Linked DNA regions of Zea mays: region 1 is linked to region 2. A link is a contact called in public Hi-C data. All regions are on one chromosome and are shown on one strand. Each heading gives the region's core, a stretch centred on a gene start, on an enhancer-like site or on the middle of the called end of the contact. The rest is flanking DNA. Distances are from core to core; before and after follow the strand shown.

Evidence for each region. A called contact is a pair of places that touch in the nucleus more often than the background predicts.
Region 1: a contact with region 2 is called in a Hi-C map of ear, with 1.9 times the contacts expected there. The contact joins the promoter of LOC100284376 here to the promoter of LOC100273721 in region 2. A contact is called at or near these places in 5 of 25 Hi-C or Micro-C datasets (bundle sheath, ear, leaf mesophyll and 1 more).

What each region holds. Positions count from the first base shown.
Region 1 is chr1:305,705,598-305,711,629 of Zm-B73-REFERENCE-NAM-5.0, reverse strand. LOC100284376 (gda-1) reads left to right here and starts at 3,222. Exons shown (of 6, transcript NM_001371987.1): 1 at 3,222-3,362; 2 at 3,744-4,386; 3 at 4,519-4,619; 4 at 5,195-5,278; 5 at 5,354-5,464; 6 at 5,711-6,032. The coding sequence starts at 3,756. The coding sequence ends at 5,752.
Region 2 is chr1:305,517,258-305,523,108 of Zm-B73-REFERENCE-NAM-5.0, reverse strand. LOC100273721 reads right to left here and starts at 1,445. Exons shown (of 7, transcript NM_001148131.1): 1 at 1,145-1,445; 2 at 672-1,044; 3 at 400-553. The coding sequence starts at 1,399. It overlaps LOC103644327 (a long non-coding RNA gene), which reads left to right and starts at 1,569. Exons shown (of 12, transcript XR_004855684.1): 1 at 1,569-3,492; 2 at 4,402-4,472; 3 at 5,327-5,392; 4 at 5,468-5,539; 5 at 5,660-5,851.

The sequences.
Region 1 (6,032 bases), core at 1,973-4,472, 190 kb before region 2:
CAAACTTCGTGAAATATTTTCCGAAGCTATAAAAAAGTTTTGTGTTGCCTCTCCAATGAGGCTACTCTTCGTCTCGATTCGTCTTGTGCCTTAGCACGATTTTCTCTTTTCCAAAATATGCTCTGAAGATCAACACTGTATCCCTTTCTTGTTTCAGATGCACTATGTTGTATGATGCTTATGTTATGCAAAATGATGTGATGATGTTATGTTATGCAAGATGATATTTGTGCCGTAGATATATATCCCTGTAATAAAGCACACACACTTTATATCAGCGCTGACTTTTCGCTGTAAGCCTCCCTTAGGAGCTTCTTCGCCTTTTACTTTCAGCGGAATCAGCGTTTATTTTTCGCTGTAAGCCTCCCTTAGGAGCTTCTTCGCCTTTTACTTTCAGCGGAATCAGCGTTTATTTTTCGCTGTAAGCCTCCCTTAGGAGCTTTTTCGCCTTTTACTTTCAGCGGAATCAGCGTTTATTTTTCGCTGTAGGTTTAGAAAACTTACACTGCGCTCCCTTAGGAACGACTTTTTACTGTATCGAACAATTTGTACTGTGTTCGTTAGATCAAATTTTTGGTAATAGAAAGGTCCTTCAAATCAGCATAAATTCGTATGCTTCGGCAACTCAAGCCTATAGAAAAAACATATTTCTATTATGATAAAAGACGAAAGTATTAAAAGGAATTGAAAATTCAATAAAAGACATTTAAATTCTTCATAATTGTTCCTTATTAACAAAAAGGTAATACTGTATGTAAAAAATGCGAAAGAACCGCTGTTGAAGTAGGATATTTGTCAATAAATGTGCTTCGACTCTGGCACAGTGCTGTTGACTGTGCGAGCTTCAGACTCCTCTCTGAAATCCCGCTGAAGATGACTGTGCTGACTCCCTTCTGGCTGCTGCCCTCGCTGGATCGGCGGTGGCGGTGGAGGCTGCTGCCAAGATGCTTGGGGTTGGCTCGCCGAAGCAACAGAAGCTGCAGAGTGGTTGCCTACGTATTCTGGAATATAAGGCGAGTGATACGAAGCAGTGTGCATGACCTGCTTCGGCTGACTTTGTTGCGCTGCTGCTTCTGCTATCTCCTTCTGTTTCTGGATGATAACATGGCACATCCTGGTGGTATGGCCCTTGTCTTCACCACAGAATAGGCAATAAATTTTTCTTGGCTGGTCTCCAAACCTTCCCCCGAAGCCCCTGGCGCCTCTGCCCCTTGGCGCTGGCGGCCGAAAAGAACTTTGCTGCTGGCCCGAAGCTTGTGAAGAGTATTGTGGCCTTTGCTGCTGACTCCCTCGATCATCAGTTTGAACAAAGTTATGAATTGACCTAACGTGCCTCGTGTGAAATCTTCCTCCGAAACCCCTGGTCATTTCAGAGAACCTGAATGCTTCCTCCCTTCTTTGACGGAAGTCATTGTCAGCTCGAATGTATTCATCCATCTTCTGGAGCAGTTTCTCCAATGTTTGCGGTGGCTTCCTGGCAAAATACTGCGCTGAAGGCCCCGGCCGAAGCCCTTTAATCATGGCCTCAATGACAATTTCATTGGGCACTGTTGGCGCTTGTGCCCTCAGACGCAGAAACCTTCGGACGTACGCCTGGAGGTATTCTTCGTGGTCCTGGGTACACTGAAATAAAGCTTGAGCAGTGACTGACTTCGTCTGAAACCCTTGGAAGCTAGTTATCAGCATATCCTTCAACTTCTGCCAAGAAGTGATTGTCCCTGGCCGAAGGGAAGAGTACCAGGTCTGAGCAACACTCTTGAAGGCCATGACAAAGGATTTTGCCATGACTGCAGTATTGCCACCATACGAAGATATGGTTGCCTCGTAGCTCATCAAGAATTGCTTCGGGTCTGTATGACCGTCATACATGGGTAACTAGGGTGGCTTGTAAGACTGGGGTCATGGTGTAGCCTGCAATTCTGTTGAGAGGGGAGAAGCATCATCGAAAGCAAAGTTTCCATGATGGAAATCTTCATACCAGTCGTCCTCATTGTGGAAGCCTTCCTGATGGAGCTCTCTGCGTGGAGGCCTTCGGCTCTGATCATCTTGAACAAGATGGCGAACCTCTTCAGAAGCTTCGTCTATCTGTCTCTGAAGATCGGCTAGACGAGTCATCTTCTCCTTCTTGCGCTGCACCTGTTGTTGAAGGATCTCCAGATTTTGGATTTCTTGATCCAAGTCATCCTCCGGAGGTGTTGGACTAACGACTTTCCTCTTCTGGCTTCGGACCTCTCTAAGAGAAAGGACGTCCTGATTGGGATCCAGCGGCTGTAAAGTACCAGCCCCTGTTGCTGAAACTTTTTTCGGCGGCATGACGAAGGTGATGCTTGCCGAAGGTGTTCAAGGCTCAGAAAATGGAAGTGAGTTCACCGGAGGTGGGCGCCAATGTTGGTGACTTGTTCTCAAATGCTTCGGATCAAGAACAAGGCAACATGAAATGTTAAATATCAAAAGCCCTTCGTCCTCTTAATCATTATTTCCCTTCGGATATAATAATTAGGAGGGCGAAGGTCATGAAAGACGTACCTTCATAATTATAGTAAAGAATGAAGAATATTCAAACAAAAATACAGAAGGTAATATGATTTCAGTAAACATTATTATTATTAATATACTTCTATTTATATTACTTATGTAGACAAAAATAAATTACAAATGTACCTTCGGCTTGAAGGAGAGAAAATACAATTGTGGCGCAAAAGTGAATGCCAAGTCAGCGTGAACAGTACGGGGATACTGTTCACCTATTTATAGGCACGGGTCGCAGCCCTTGCAAAATTACATTAATGCCCTTTACGTTTATCAATAACTCTATGATAATTCTTCGAGGTCTAATCTGGTTTTTCATCTTTAAGTCGGTTTCCTTTTCCGCCGTTATCCCGAAGCTCTTCTACACAGCTTCGGCTCTGCGCCAACCTTCGTGTTCTTTGTGCTTCTTCATACTGTGGCTCTGATCCGAGTCCGAAGATACCTGTTAATGTACTTAACTCTAGAAACATTGTTAAATCATGTTTTTGAGTCTTCGGAAGCCGAAGGGCCCTAACAGTATGAGAATGGGGTTTATCTGAATAGATCTCTGAACATGGATTTAGAGAGAGCAGAGGTTTCCGTCAAAATTCTAAAAGGACATATGAATTGGGCGTCATCAAATCTCGAAATTTCTGGGCCTCTCTCCTCCAGCCTGCATACCCAACCCTTTTGATAAAGAAACGGGCCTACACGGGACACCTGCCTCCTCCCCTTCTCCCATCTCTCCCCGACTCCCCCTCTCCCTCTCGTGGCCACGACTGCCGCCGCTGCCGCCCTACGCCAGGTGTCCAGGTCATCTCCGGCCCATTCGCCGGCGACGAGCACCCCACTAGGTACGCCCACCGCATGCTCTTAACCTTGGTCTTCACCCTCAGCTTCATTTCCAGCTGCGCGAAACCGAGCACCTAAACCCTAACTTACCATCGGTATTCGGATCCGATCTAATCACAAGTGTATGTGCATGTATTGTGCCTTCTACTCGCTCCGATTGCTCTTGAAAAATCATCGGGTGTACATGTCTACGCCCGTGCCCTTCACCGAGTCCAGCTCGGCCGGGGGATCTGTTCTCAAGATGCGAAAAGAGCGTCTTTTCCCCCCTATGATCCATCCATCCCCTTGTAGTATAAGCCTATAGGAATAGGATCTTGTCATCTCTTCACTGACCTCAGGCGTGTTAATCTCGGTTCTTTCTTTCTCTTGCGACGGGGTACCAGATCGACCGAGCTATGGACGGCCTGTGGCATCTGGGGGACGAGCTCCGCGGGCAGCCCAAGGTGGTGGAGGACCGCCAGTGGTCGCTCATGACATCCAAGCTGGCAGAGATCACCAGGTCCAGGGGCGAGAGGACGAACGACCTCGACTACGCCAGGATGAACGCCGCCCCCGACGCCAAGCAGTGGGGCAAGGCGGCGTCCTACCAGCACCACGACGAGGGCAGGATGGACCACCACGTCGGCCTCAGCCTCAAGATGAACGATCTCAAGATGAACGAGGCCGCCGCTGCCGCAGTCATGAAGCTCCCCTTCCGCGGCGTGCCCTACAACGTCAACCCGATGTACCCCAAGGGGAGCAACGCCAACGCCAATGTCAACGCGTTCAAGATGAATGTCGGGGTGAACAAGTACTCCAGCAGCACGAACGGGAAAGACTCCGGCGGGAAAAGCGGTGGCGGCAGCAACAACAACAGCGGCGGCGGAGGCAACGGCAATGGGACCGCCAACGGCAGTTCCGCAGTTGACAAGCGCTTCAAGACGTTGCCGACGAGCGAGATGCTGCCGAAGAACGAAGTCCTTGGTGGGTACATCTTTGTCTGCAACAACGATACCATGCAGGAGGACCTCAAGAGGCAGCTTTTTGGTATGTCTTTTTTTTTGGATCTTGCCATATCCCTTGAGGAATCAAATGGTAACTGTTCTGGAAAATCAGTTTTGATCCTAGCGTATATACTAATTTGGTAATGGTGCCTTAAGATCTGTTGCTCTTCTGCAGGATTGCCAGCACGATATCGTGATTCAGTCCGGGCAATTACTCCTGGCCTGCCTCTTTTCCTCTATAACTACACCACTCACCAGCTTCATGGGGTATTTGAGGTGTGTGATTATCTGATTTCCTCATTCCTGCGAAGCCTCTCTGAAATTGTTAAACAGTTGTTTGTTCGTCATATGTAAGATAGGCTGAGCTAAAAATTGTGCCCGTGACAAGATAGTCTGATCTCCTTATTCCTGCAATGCCTCTTTGATTCATCCATTCTTACCAATGGTTTGGTGACATTTTAAAAAAAGGAACATCCAGCTACTACAGCAAATGCATCACAGAGGCGTGGTTTGATTGCATTGTAGGTGGATGACTTGCAGTCTTTTAATGGTTGGGTTTTAGCCTGTATCCAATCCTTTGTATTGTTTTGCGCACTGTTGGTGTACTGGTCAAAACTGTTAAGGTATTATTTTGCAGTTCGGTGTAGGTGTGCTATGTATACGTCTATATCTATGCTTTTTGTTGCTACCCCTTCCTGTTAGACCACTGATTCACCATTTTAGTTAATAAAACGTCTTAACAGTCTTACTTTGATTCCGCAAATTTGTTGAAGTTTTTAATTCCAATCACACTTTTGGTACATATTTAAGAAACTCTTATCTTTTTGTTTTTTCCAAACGAATTTGCTTAGGCTGCCAGTTTTGGTGGGTCTAATATTGATCCCACTGCATGGGAGGATAAGAAGTGTAAAGGTGAATCTAGATTCCCAGCGCAGGTACTGATAACATCTGTCATTATGTGCATTTCTCATCTCCTTTGGTTTCTTGCTCTGACACCTTCATCATGTCAGGTGAGGATCCGCGTTAGGAAGCTGTGCAAGCCGTTGGAAGAGGATTCCTTCAGGCCAGTTTTGCACCACTATGATGGCCCAAAGTTTCGCCTCGAGCTCTCCATCGCGGAGGTATATATATAGCATATCCAGTCTGCTGTGCACATGAATTATACAATGAAAGCTCCCTTGTGTAATGCAACTTCCATTAGTGTCACTATGCACACTATGTTCTGCACCAACCACAATATTCTCTTGTTTAAAAGCATAATCGTGACTTTCGTGACGTGTCTCCTGCGCAATTCCATGCATGTCATTTGCATGCTGTTGTCCAGTTGTCATGTCAATCATTCTTTCTCATGAAATTCAAATTTGCAGACCCTGTCCCTGCTAGACCTATGCGAGAAGGAAGGCATCTGAGCTGTTGGCTGCCTCGTGAGGTTCTAGTAAATATCAATCATCCTTGTATGTTCTGTAGATGGTGGTTGGCAATGTTGTTTATTTTTCAAGCGCAAGCTGCTGCCGGTCTCGTTTTCCCTGTCCTGGATGGAAGCAAAGGGACCTGGTACTTTGAAGGCCCCCCCTCAAACATAAGCTGTGAGCCTGTCAGTGCACGTGTCCGCCGTTGTCGTCAAGAACCAAACCAAATCATGAAATCTTGCGCCGACGGAGAGTTGGAGCGTGTATGTTTTGCTATCTC
Region 2 (5,851 bases), core at 196-2,695:
ACAAGCAAACAAAAATTCATTCATTTGACTAAGCACGTATATTGGAACAGTGATTGCGAACTTAGTCCGTCATCCCAGTTTACAAATATAAACCAGCAGCCTATAGCGCTGCTCACAAAATTTTGTCTAAGGAAGAAGTACAAGCAAATAGTCGACTTAGAAGTAATCTTGCTTTATGAGCGGTGCTTGTAGACTGCCATTACATAACTTTTTTTTATGTATTTATGCAGGCACCCAAAAATTCTGGAGGTGGAGAAATGATTTCAATGACGCCAAAGCTGAACACTACCAAGTACACATTTGTGCTCCTCAATGTGCATGACATGCTCTTTTTTTCCTTACAGTTGGTACATTCATGGTGCCTATTTACTAGTATTAGTTATATCCCATAAATCGTACCTGGTAACAACAAGCTGATCATTAGCAGGGCATAGCTCAAGACACCTAAGCTTCCTCCTGTGTTGGCTCGAGACCAAATTTCCGCCTTGAAATCTAAGCACAGTCGCAGATGATTTCCCAACACTCGGAATCAAGTTCTGATGCTCCTTCTGTTCTGCAAAACCAGATAAGCACAGCTGAGGGATGCATAGCACATCAAACATCAATAATGATCAAACCACGGTCAAGACAACTACTACTCAGGGGATCTTGAGTAAATATTCAGTAAGTACCCATCTTTATCTTGGGCTTCTTCTCCTCTTTCCTTGACCGCTCTGGTGGCGCCGGTGATGAAGACGATGACGGGGCGGCGGCCCTCTTCAACCCAGGCATGGGCTCAGGGCGCGGGGTCGGTCGGTTGCTGGTCCCAGGGATGACAAGCTGCGGCCTCGCCGACGGCTGCGGCGCGGGCGAAGGAGCCTTCTGGATTAGCGGCTGCGGCGATGGCTTGAGATCCCTCTGGATCGGCGGCGGGGATGGCTTGTGTTCCCTCTGGATTGGCGGCGTCGGTGGCTTGGGTTCCGACCGAGTTGGCGGCGGCTTGCGATCTCGGAACCTGGCGAGCCTCGAGTGCGCCTCCTCCAGCTTCATCTCCGCGGTGTCCAGCTGCGGCGACCATCGGGAGTTTATTTGAGTTGCCCAACCAAGATCGATCTTTATCATCATCGATTCATCGTCATGTCATAAAGGGGAGGTGAGGGCGTACGAGAGACTGGTAGTGGAGCAACTTGAGCTTGCAGCGCTCGACGTCGCGCTCGCGGTGCGCGATCAGGGCGATGACCGCCTCCTCCGCGATGTCATCCTCCTCCTCCACGTCGTCACCCGGCGCCGCCCCTATGGCGGCGGTGGCGCCTGGTGTGCGTACGGGCGCGGCGCCATTGGAGGACGGGCGGGGGCAGTAGGTGGAGTCGTCGTCGGCCTTCTCGAGCTTGGGCCTCTTGAGCGTCGGCGGGTCGCCCATGTTGAACGCGGCGGCGGACGGTTCGAGGACAGGACAAGGGATTGGGTGCAGCGAAGAGGGCGGTCCTAAGATTTTAGCACCCGGGACAAGATTTAAAATATAGATTTTTTTAATTATTTTTATATATACGTTATCCATATATATAGACCCAGAAATATTTAAATCACATAATAAATAGATAGATAATTAGATATATATTATAATATTATCTTTAAAATGTCCTCTAACATGTTTAAATACCATCGAGCTATATATACATTCTAGTTGTCAACTGTTCAACATTTGGTCCCTAAACTATTAGACTATACATTAAAGTCTGGTTGATATAAGTATATATTTAGGGTCAAGCCCTATGAACTCAGGGCCTGGGCAGTCGCCTCTCTGCCCCACCCTCAGGGCCGCCACTACAGCGAAGCGATGAAGCCAGGCCTCCCGCCCGTGTCCTCGCGTGTCGTTGTGGGTGTATCCGCCTATTCGAGTTGTTTGTTTGCCATGTGATCGTGTCGCGCCGGCGGCGCCGCTAGACCTAAGTATGGCCACATGACTCGACTAACCTAACCCTACTCATCTAGGGGAAAAAACCCGACCAATACGACGGACTAACACGGGTTGGGTATAGGCCATGATTTTTTACCTCAAATGTAGCACCTAAAATCTTATTTGGGATTTATAAAAGTTTATACAAAGGATTAAAAACATAATAATTAAAAGCCCTTCAATCTAATTGCCAAAGTGAAGCAATTTCTCTCATGAACTATGAAATTAGAAATGCTTTAAAAACAATTAAAGTAAAGTAACTCTTGTTTATATATTAGCCTCTACTAAAGAAAATGAGTAATAAATATTGAATATTTAAATGGGTTTCTAATTAGAGTAGTGATGTTTGAAATCTCTACTACACCTTAAGAACGCAGTGAGGGCGTCCACAGAGCATACCGTGCCCCCGCCCTCCGCCAATCTCGCAGCTGTCACCAGCGCCCGCCCCATCCATGGCGCCCAACGTATTCAACACCGGATCCCCCGCCAATCTCGCAGCCGTCACCAGCCCCGTCCCCGCAGCCGTCACCAACGCCCGCCCCATCCATGCCGCCCAACGAATTCAACCCCAGATCCCTCGGTATGGTGCCGGAGACCGCGCCCTTCCCACCTTCCCCACCGGATCCGGCATGGCAGATCCATGGCGCCCACCGGATCCCTCTCCCTTGCCCTCTTCAATACCGGATTGACCGCGCCATTCACCACCGCTCTCACCTACTATCGATGGCCCGTCCGCCATTATCGATGGCCCGCCCGCCTCGCTGGCTCCCCTCTCCCTCCTCTCTCGCTCCACCCCTCCCAACTGCCCCTAGCCTAACTCGGGCCACAGAGCGGCCGCCCCCTTCACCGGAGAGGTGGCATCCCACGTCGGACGCAGAGGTGCACCTGCGTCGGCGCCACGACACTTGACCCAGGTGAGGTCGCTGTCGATGCCACCATGTCTTCTTCATCTATCTACTAGCCTCATCTCGCCGGCGACGAGATCCACCGCACCGCCTTCCTTCCCGTATTCCCTCGCCGTCCCATTCTATAAGGATCTCCGCCGTCATCCCGGGATAGTTCTCCGAGATCAGCCCCATGTGGCCCGGTGCGCCCCGCTGCTCTGCTTGTGGGCGTCCACATTTGCTTCACCGTGCCCCGCCAGCCGTAGCTCCATGCGCAAGGAGAGGAACATGGGGACCTGATCCTGGACGATCGCAGGGACAGCATGGAGCTGTCGATTGTTGGATCGGATAGCAGGGTCTTGGGCGCCACCGTGGCGCACGAGCTTAGAGCGTGTGCATCCAACAGCAGGTGAGCGGCGGCGTGCACGGTAAGCCGCAGGGCAGCACGGGCCATGAGCACGAAATCTGCCTCCACGGTTTCGTGCCTGACTAGGTGGGGATTGGCTGCATAGAAGAAACACACATCAGATCAATATATGCTTAACGAGTGCTTGATTAAATGCTGGAACAAAACATCGTGTCCTAGGTGACAATGGTCTCTAAGTAAGGCGAGAATGGCCACCCATGGGAATCACTGGATCTGTTTGCGCTCGTCATCTGGTCCAGCACTAGGTCAGTTTTGTCTATACTTGATCTTGTTTGCTTTGCATATAAATTATCATACCATTTTTGTAGAATTGACGATTATCCCAGTTTGATTCAGGAAGCTAGGTATTAAGTGATGTGATGGGGTAGTTGCAAAGTACCAAATTTGTGTTATGATAGCTCATACGATTCTATATTGTTGCAAAAGTGTCCAGTTTGTTTCAGAAATGCATAACTGCTTTTGGTATGAAATTCCTCCACATTTTTCCTAAGAATATTGCAATATGACTTTAATAGCAACTTTTTGATTGCTATTTCAAGTTCCCTTGCTCGTGGGTCTATTTTGGTGGATACTAAGTGAAATAATACTGTTTCTAATTGTATCTTCTCTTTTGGGCTTGTGTTTTGCTTGGTATTGCTTCCCTGCTACAATCCTAGCTATGTAAGCTTGCTGTCTGATGATTCTTTTTCCTTTATGTTCATCTCATTTTGCCATATGGACCACAAACAGTAATATACTATGAGGTCCCTCCTTGATGTAATTGTATGCATATGAGGAACTTGTTTCTAACAGTGTGCTGATGCAGTCTGTGCCACTTAAACACTATCTTTGGCTGTTGCTAGATATCACACAAGATCAATTCTAATTTTATTTCATTGCATGGAACTAGATGGCTTTAATAAAAGAGATCGTTATTTTTGTTTATCATGTAGTGTTAAGTATATTCTGTAGGTTAGTACCAACTTTTTGTGTAAATGTGCTCCAGGTGTCTGGGTTTTTCTTGATATGTCATTTATTTTTGTTCATTTGGATAGAGACACCCTCTTTGTTTCTATTCACTTGGACATAAGATGATAATTTAGAATTTGCTTCCTCCTGCCTAATGGTAAATCATCATAGATTAACATTTTTAACTTTTACCCGGTTTCACTCAGGTCTTGAGCATGAGTAGGGTAGGAGCTCCAGGAGCAGTTCTTCCCCTTCTCACAGAATCGCCCTCCCTGAGGTGCCAAACCTTCTAATTTTGTATAACTTCAATGAATCCTTGAAAAAGCATTGATGCTTTGTAACTGGTTGCATACGCCTCACATATTTTTTCATCTATGTGTCCAACTGCAATGCATTAGAATTCAGCTATGATATGGCATAATAGATTATAACAGTAGTGCTTTTCTTTAGTTCCACATACACTATGTTGATGCTTCTAAAAATTCTAGGTTTACTTTAATGTATATACATACACTATATCTCTGTTATTGTGAACTTGATTCTTTTCTCCTTTTTTCTGAACATTTTCCTGGAATAGGAATAACCTCAAACTTGTGTGCCTTAATAAATCTTGATTTAATGGCAGATATTGAAACCCTTGAAGTTGAGAGTGCCACAAATGGAGATAAGAATCTAGATAATGCTCTTATGTGGCACGATAAGAAAAACATAATGGTCACAAAAATATTTTAAGTTTTATGTGGTTTCAGTTCTTGCAAAAGTAAAGTAGTTCTGATCGCAGAAATATTTTGCTCTTTTTAATTCCTTGGTATATGTACATTGACAAGTATGTGATATTTTAATATTTGAAGAGTTGCCATTTTGATCATCATCTTCATTTATACTTTTTAGGTCAGATCTATTAAAGCATCAGCATTAATTTTACAAGCTTTTGGTTTAGTTGTATGTGATATTAGCTTAATGTTTGGGTCAGATCTAATCATGTAGTGTACAATGCATGTTTGTTTCCAAATACTACTAAATTAACTATAAACATTAAGCTTTAATGCAGCTATCTGCAATTTTTAAATACTATGCTTTCCCCGGTCTGTCCTTTTCATCATTCATATCCTCCCGGCTCTAAACTTGCAGGGACTTGAGCAACAACTACTTGCACGATTCAATTCTTTACCAGCTGCCATCAAACCTTACCTATCTGTAATGCGCCCCCAACCTGTACATGTTTTGTTCATGCTATTTGATTCTTGAGATTTGAATCCAAAGCGAACGCAGGAACCTGGCGAAAAACAACTTCTCTGGTAATCTTCCGTACTCCATATCCAATTTGGTCTCGCTTGAGTACCTGTAAGTTACTATTCCATTGGTAAAGATGAGATTTGTTCAGTGATGATATTTTTGGTTAGCACAATCTAACTGCAGTGAACCACTGCCTGCAACAACCTTAGCCACAACTCGTTGTTACAGGAAATTGGAGAACTGTTTGGAAGCCTCAGTTCACTCGCAGAACTGTAAGGCATACTGAACCGCTGTTTTCGTACGCAAGCTCGACTTGAGTATTGTGTGGTTGAAATTTTTGATCCTGTACAAACTATTTCAGTATTGAATGTTTTCTTCATTAAAAAATAAGTGTAATTTTGAGCACAGATATAATATTCA